Linked DNA regions of Mus musculus: region 1 is linked to region 2. Evidence: chromatin contacts called from public HiChIP or PLAC-seq data. All regions are on one chromosome and are shown on one strand. Each heading gives the region's core, a stretch centred on a gene start, on an enhancer-like site or on the middle of the called end of the contact. The rest is flanking DNA. Distances are from core to core; before and after follow the strand shown. Region 1 holds the start of Dusp19 (dual specificity phosphatase 19). Region 2 has its middle 34 kb from the start of Gm13752.

Region 1 (2,872 bases), core at 56-2,555, 260 kb after region 2:
TAGTTAAGTGCTCATTGTTAGATACATGGATTGATTTATAGTTAGAGCTGTTTCTGAGGAGCCTGTGGTCAACTAAATGAAGCAAACAATTTACAGTTCACTTTGGAATCCCCAGTAGATATTGTGGGCAGATAACTCCATTTGAAGGAGAAAAACTTTGGCTCATATCTCAGGTGTCCATAACAAAAACTACAAACTGTGTAGCTTAAGCAAGAAAAATTTACTTCTTGTGGTTTGGAGGCCTAGAAGTCCAAAATCAAGGTGCTGGCCTAAGCAAGGCTCCTGGTGTGTTTGTTCCTCTTCCTTGACACCCACTTCTCCCAACATCCTTCCTTAATCTTGCTTCATCTAGTACAGTTTTCATGAAGCCATTAACCTTGTCGTATGTCTTAATATAATACTAATTATTTCCCAGAGGTCCTCGCTCCAAATATTTGAACACTTGGACTCATAATTCCAACTCATTTTGAAGGGGCACAAAAATTCAGCCCATAAACTTTGTTTCGAAAGCAACAAAATGTTTGTATGCAGTGCTGAAGAATACATTTTTCTAAATCTTAACGTTATGCACTGTACTTAAATGATCTTAAAATTCCATTTTATTAAGGGTTAATAAGGAAAATTTCAGTTGAAATCTTGCAGTCCCCGTTTGCAAAAAGCAATCGTCTTTTGTAAGCAGAATCGTCATTCTATTCATCTGTTTGGTAAATGTTTATGCTTTTCCCAACTACGTATAGACTTATTACCATTTACTCTGTATAAGGCGTTGAAAAGAAGGAATACACATATATTTTAACCCTTGCTAGTCTGTAGAAACATATACTTAAAACAACTTTTTAATGTAGATTCTATTCAGTTGGAGCCTCACTAGCAGACTCAGTGGTTCTATCTAGTCAATGTTTCTTCTAGAACTAACGGCAGAGAAAAAAGTGAAGGCAGAGGAAACGAGGGGCAGCCCCTGGGGCCTTAGGCTTTTGTGAGTGAGCCACAGGAGACTCACACTGGGGTGGGAAAAGGCCGTGAGGTCAGCTGCTGTCATCTCCGTAACCAGTCTAACACTTCCAGAAAAAACGAGACATCAGCTCTCTCCAAATGAGTCTTAGCAATGAATATTCCCCCACCCCCACTCCCGCTCCCCGGGTCCAAAACTAAGCTAAGATTAAAAAACCAAGAGTGAAGGAAGACACGCCCAGATAAAAAAGCATCTGAATAGATCCGGAAGACCCCCAACTTCCGTCAGATGAGAAACGGCATCCAATCGGCGCCCGTTTCTTAGCAGCCAATCAGCTCTCACCTTACAACGGTGCTCGGGAAGCAGGCCTGGGCTGTGCTCTTCTCTGGAAGGGGTGAGGTTGTCACTGCAGGGGCCAGCTCCAGTAAGTGGCTAGTGACTGACTAGCAGTGCAGTGCCTTTTTTGTTTTGTTTTTTATTTCTTTTTTCTTGAGCTTGCTGCTTTTCCTTCTCCGCTCATGTAATGCACTCCCTGAACCAAGAAATCAAAGCATTCTCCCGGGATAATCTCAGGAAGCAGTGCACCAGGGTGACCACGCTAACTGGAAAGAAACTTATAGAAACCTGGGAAGATGCCACAGTTCATGTTGTGGAGACAGAGCCCAGCGGTGGGGGTGGTTGTGGCTATGTGCAGGACCTTACCTTGGACCTGCAAGTTGGCGTTATTAAGCCCTGGTTGCTTCTGGGTGAGTAGACTGACTCGCCACTTCCTTGTGGAGTCCTAGGCTGGGTTCCTTTGCCATCAGCTTCCCCTATGCACACTAATTCCCTATGCACAATAATATCAGCTATCCTGATGTACAGTTGAAATGTTTACTTTTTTAGGTTAGGAACAAAATAGGGACGTGTCTGCCCGCACAACCTTCTTCTGAAAACATAGTAGCACTTTGACACCTGATGATTGAGTTTTAGAAGAAATGTTCCTCTGTTTTTCTAACTTTCTTTAAAAGATAATGGGATGTTGTATTTTCTTGTATTATAGAAAAGACTATATCCTTTAAAAAAAATGCAAAAAGCAAGTGGCTCCTTGGCTGTTGAAGGGATGTTGAGGGCACACGTCCTTCCTGTGGCTGCATCTGCTCGTGGTGCCTGTCTTTGGGTGTTAAACACAGGGCTTCTGCTTCATAGCTATGAACCCGATGGTCTTATTTCTTGTGCTATGGAAATACTGAGTTCGTATACAAGCATCGCCCACAGATAACAAAAGAAACAAGCTTGTAAGAGAACTCACTTGTTACCTTGTTGATCTGGGATGGTGTTCTGTAGAAACCAGCCTGTTCCATAAGTCTGCATTGGTGTGCATTTATGAATGAGAAATTAACACTTGGACACAGAACCAGGAGTTAGACACACCCACAATATGAACTATACACAGCATATAATTGTTTTAAAGATCTTCAAATAGGGATTATCTTTATATTACAAACAGGAATTGGCATTAATATTGGTTAAGTAATTTGCACAGGCAATAGATTCAGTAAATAGCAGAGATGTCCAAGGGGATTAGGTCTAAGTCTGACTGACTCTTGCACACCATCATAGTACTATGTTGTTTAAGGCTGGACTTACATTAGGTGTTCCAATTCATTTATCCTCTCAAAACTGCAAAAACCCATCTGCTTACATTATTTTTTAGTTTGTTTATTTTGTGTGCATGTGTGCATAAGTGTATGCGCGTGTAGTGTGTGTGTGCATGGCACTACACCTCCCCAGCTCCTGTCTGCTTTCACTGAAGGGACATCCTATAAGGTTGTTTTGGCATTGTGATTTTTTTTTTTCTTTTGGCAAAACTCAAGTCCCACCATGTATCCTAAGAACTGTCACATACATTTTCTCTAGATTGACTCAATGAATAGGACC
Region 2 (2,954 bases), core at 418-2,917:
CATTGGAAGAGAGGTCCCTGAAATTAAACTACTCATATGGACAACTGGTTTTCACCAAGACTCTGAGAGCATACAGTGGAGAGAAGAATGTCTCCATTATGTCCTAGCAAAACTGAATACACATGCAGAAGTAGCCTCAGATTTTGTAATTACTATCAGGAAATATAGAGGGAACACTTCAAGATAGTAGTATAGCAATGACTTTTTAAATAAAGACACCAAAGGCATGGGCACAAATAGATGAAACTATATTCTACTAAAAAGCTGTATAGCAAAGGAAATAATTGAGAGAAAACAGTATAGCATATGGAAGTGCAAGCTTTATCTGTGAAGTATTTCACTAATGTCCAGATTGTAAAGAAAAATTCAAAGCAGGATGAAAATATGACCTGTCTGTGTAGTCAACAGTAAGAACTGCTCAGCCTCACTACTGAAATGCAACCCAAAACCAGAGATCACAGTGGCACATAGCGTCTACCTGTTTTAGTGGCTGTCATCACCAAGGAATATAAGCATCATGGCACTTGACAGAACATCATTCGGCTGTTGAAAGCAACACGCGGAGAAGTGGAGTTCACTCTACTAAGTGAAGTAAGCCAGGCACAAAGAAATACCACGTCTTTCTTTCTTGTGAAAAGTAAGGCCTCTAGAAGAGCAGAAGTGGCCACTGTGCCACCGCAAACCAAAGAGAAGAAGCAGCAGAAGTGGCCACTGTGCCACCGCAAACCAAAGGGAGGGAGACCAAGAGAAGTAAAAAAGAACGGCCGGTCAAATAGTGTTTCTTTTGGTTCCTTGGCAGTGATGTGGATAAAGTGCCCTAAATGAGAGCAGGTGTGGTGGTTTTGAGGAGTTAAAGGCACCTGCTTTGAACCTATCCCCCACCCCCAGCTCCCCATCCCTACCCCCACAACCTGAGTTCAATCCCCAGGACCCACGTGGTAGAAGGAAAGAACTGACTCCCTTATGGTGACTTCTGGCCTCCCTGTGTGTGCCATGGCACGTGCATGCCCACACACAAATACAAACACAAAGTAAATAGTCTTTTTTTAAGTCTGCAATACACTTCGGTGGACTAAAGGGCAGGAAACCGACACACAGGAAAGCTTACTGCTTGGACAGGAGAATGGAGCACTGTATACCACATATATAATTGCCATGCCCAGAAAAGTGCAAATGCCACCAAAAAAAAAATGTATATCAGTGATGGTTGCTGTTTAATTAGTACCCCCCTCACAATGCCTAACAGTATTGTGATCGGTGTTTTTACGATGTTTATTAGAAAATCGAATGTATCTTTGCCTATGAAGCCACACCTACTCCTTTGAAAAACACTTTCTCCATTTTCCTAACCTTTTTCCTTCCTCTAACAGGCTTCCCTGTGGGTTTTTATTAGAAACATCAGGCTCCAGTAGGTGGCAGTGAAAAACAAGAAGAGACTTCATTCCACCTATGGGGGGGGGGGGGGGATAGTCTTTTCTACTTCAGGCAGTTCTGTGGAGTCAGGCCCCTCGTTTGCATTGTTTTCTAGCTAAAAGGACCCTGAATATCAAGTGTTGACTGTGAAATTGTAAACAAGCTGACGTTTGTGATCTGCTGTAACATGACTAACATGTAACAGCACACAGGCACACAGCTACTGTAGCGTGCTACACTCTGTCCATGCCATGAAGCAAAGCAGACTCCCATTGACGAAGAGCGCAACCACATTAACATCTGTCACTTCCCAAGATTTACAACAGTCATCAAATTGTACTGATGCTTTTTTTTCAAAATTCTCAGAATTTTCTGTGCTTCCTAATGTTCTTTTAAACTCATGACAATCTCATTCTCAGTTATGAAGGACTGTTGCTCTAAAAATGAAGTTCCTGTCTTGTGACCCAGTTCCTTAGTGTGTTTGCTAATTTTGCTTACTTTAACTGTCTGTACCATGACGACTTAATTTACTAAGTAGAAAAAATGTATAGCAGGAAAAAAAATGTTCTGCCAACTTCATCAGCTAGTCGTATAAATAAAATACATGTTTTTTTTTTTAATGTGCAGACAAAAACCAAAATGGAAAAAAAATTTATGAAATGAAAGGATTTTTTATCATATCATCCAAATATACTATGTATACTTCTTGGGTCTGGTTCGCACACACACACACACACACACACACATACAGAGAACTGGGCTGCAGATATAGCTCAGTCGTAGATTTTTTGTTTTGTTGTTGTTGTTTTGTTTTGTTCTTTTGGTTTTTCGAGACAGGGTTTCTCTGTGTAGCCCTGGCTGTCCTGGAACTCACTCTGTAGACCAGCCTGGCCTCGAACTCAGAAAACCGCCTGCCTCTGCCTCCCAAGTGCTGGGATTAAAGGCGTGAGCCACCTGAGCAGGCACAAGGCCCTGGGATAGACCTACCCTCCACCCTACCCCACCCCTCAAAAAAAGTGGGAGGTGGCAGGGGCAGGAGGGGAAGAAACAAAATTGTAATGGATATTTGATAAGGGTATCTTGTTTTTCAGTAGGTTGATTTTTTTTTATGATAACAATGTCCAAGACTTGCTTCAAAATAGAATACAAAGGAAACAAAAATGGTTATGGGCGAGTGTCTTAGTTCAGGTTTTATTGCTGTGAACAGACAGCATGACCAAGACAACTCTTATAAGGACAACATTTAATTGGGGCTGGCTTACAGGTTCAGAGGTTCAGTCCATTATCATCAAGGCAGGAGCATGGCATCACCCAGCAGGTATGGTCAGGAGGAGTTGAGAGTTCTACATCTTTATCTGAAAGCTGCTAGAAGAATATTGGCTTCCAGGCAGCTACGATGAGGGTCTTAAAGCCCACGCCCACATGGCACACCTACTCCAACAGGGCCACACCTTTTAATAGTGCCACTTCCTGAGCCGAGCATATACAGATCATCACAATGAGTCAGATAGGGATTGATGCACCACTTTGAAATATTCCAT

Evidence for each region. HiChIP or PLAC-seq counts read pairs in DNA pulled down with a chosen protein or histone mark.
Region 1: a contact with region 2 is called in an H3K4me3 HiChIP or PLAC-seq map of bone marrow-derived macrophages, with 5 times the contacts expected there. The contact joins the promoter of Dusp19 here to the enhancer-like site in region 2. A contact is called at or near these places in 5 of 39 promoter capture datasets (hematopoietic stem and progenitor cells, hippocampal neurons, liver and 1 more), 3 of 115 datasets of contacts at active chromatin or transcription factors (bone marrow-derived macrophages, embryonic stem cells and stem cell-derived neural progenitor cells) and 3 of 9 other capture datasets (adipose tissue, liver and pancreatic islet).

Annotation. Positions count from the first base shown.
Region 1 is chr2:80,615,909-80,618,780 of GRCm38.p6, forward strand. It overlaps Dusp19 (dual specificity phosphatase 19), which reads left to right and starts at 1,306. Exons shown (of 4, transcript NM_024438.4): 1 at 1,306-1,698. The coding sequence starts at 1,476.
Region 2 is chr2:80,355,429-80,358,382 of GRCm38.p6, forward strand. No RefSeq gene overlaps it. Among named protein-coding and RNA genes, the nearest start is that of Gm13752, 34 kb to the right of the region's middle. Within about 2 kb of position 1,668, at least 5 of the 459 cell types and tissues checked have an H3K27ac peak or open chromatin away from gene starts, as enhancers often do. A contact at or near this core is called in bone marrow-derived macrophages, where this site is marked.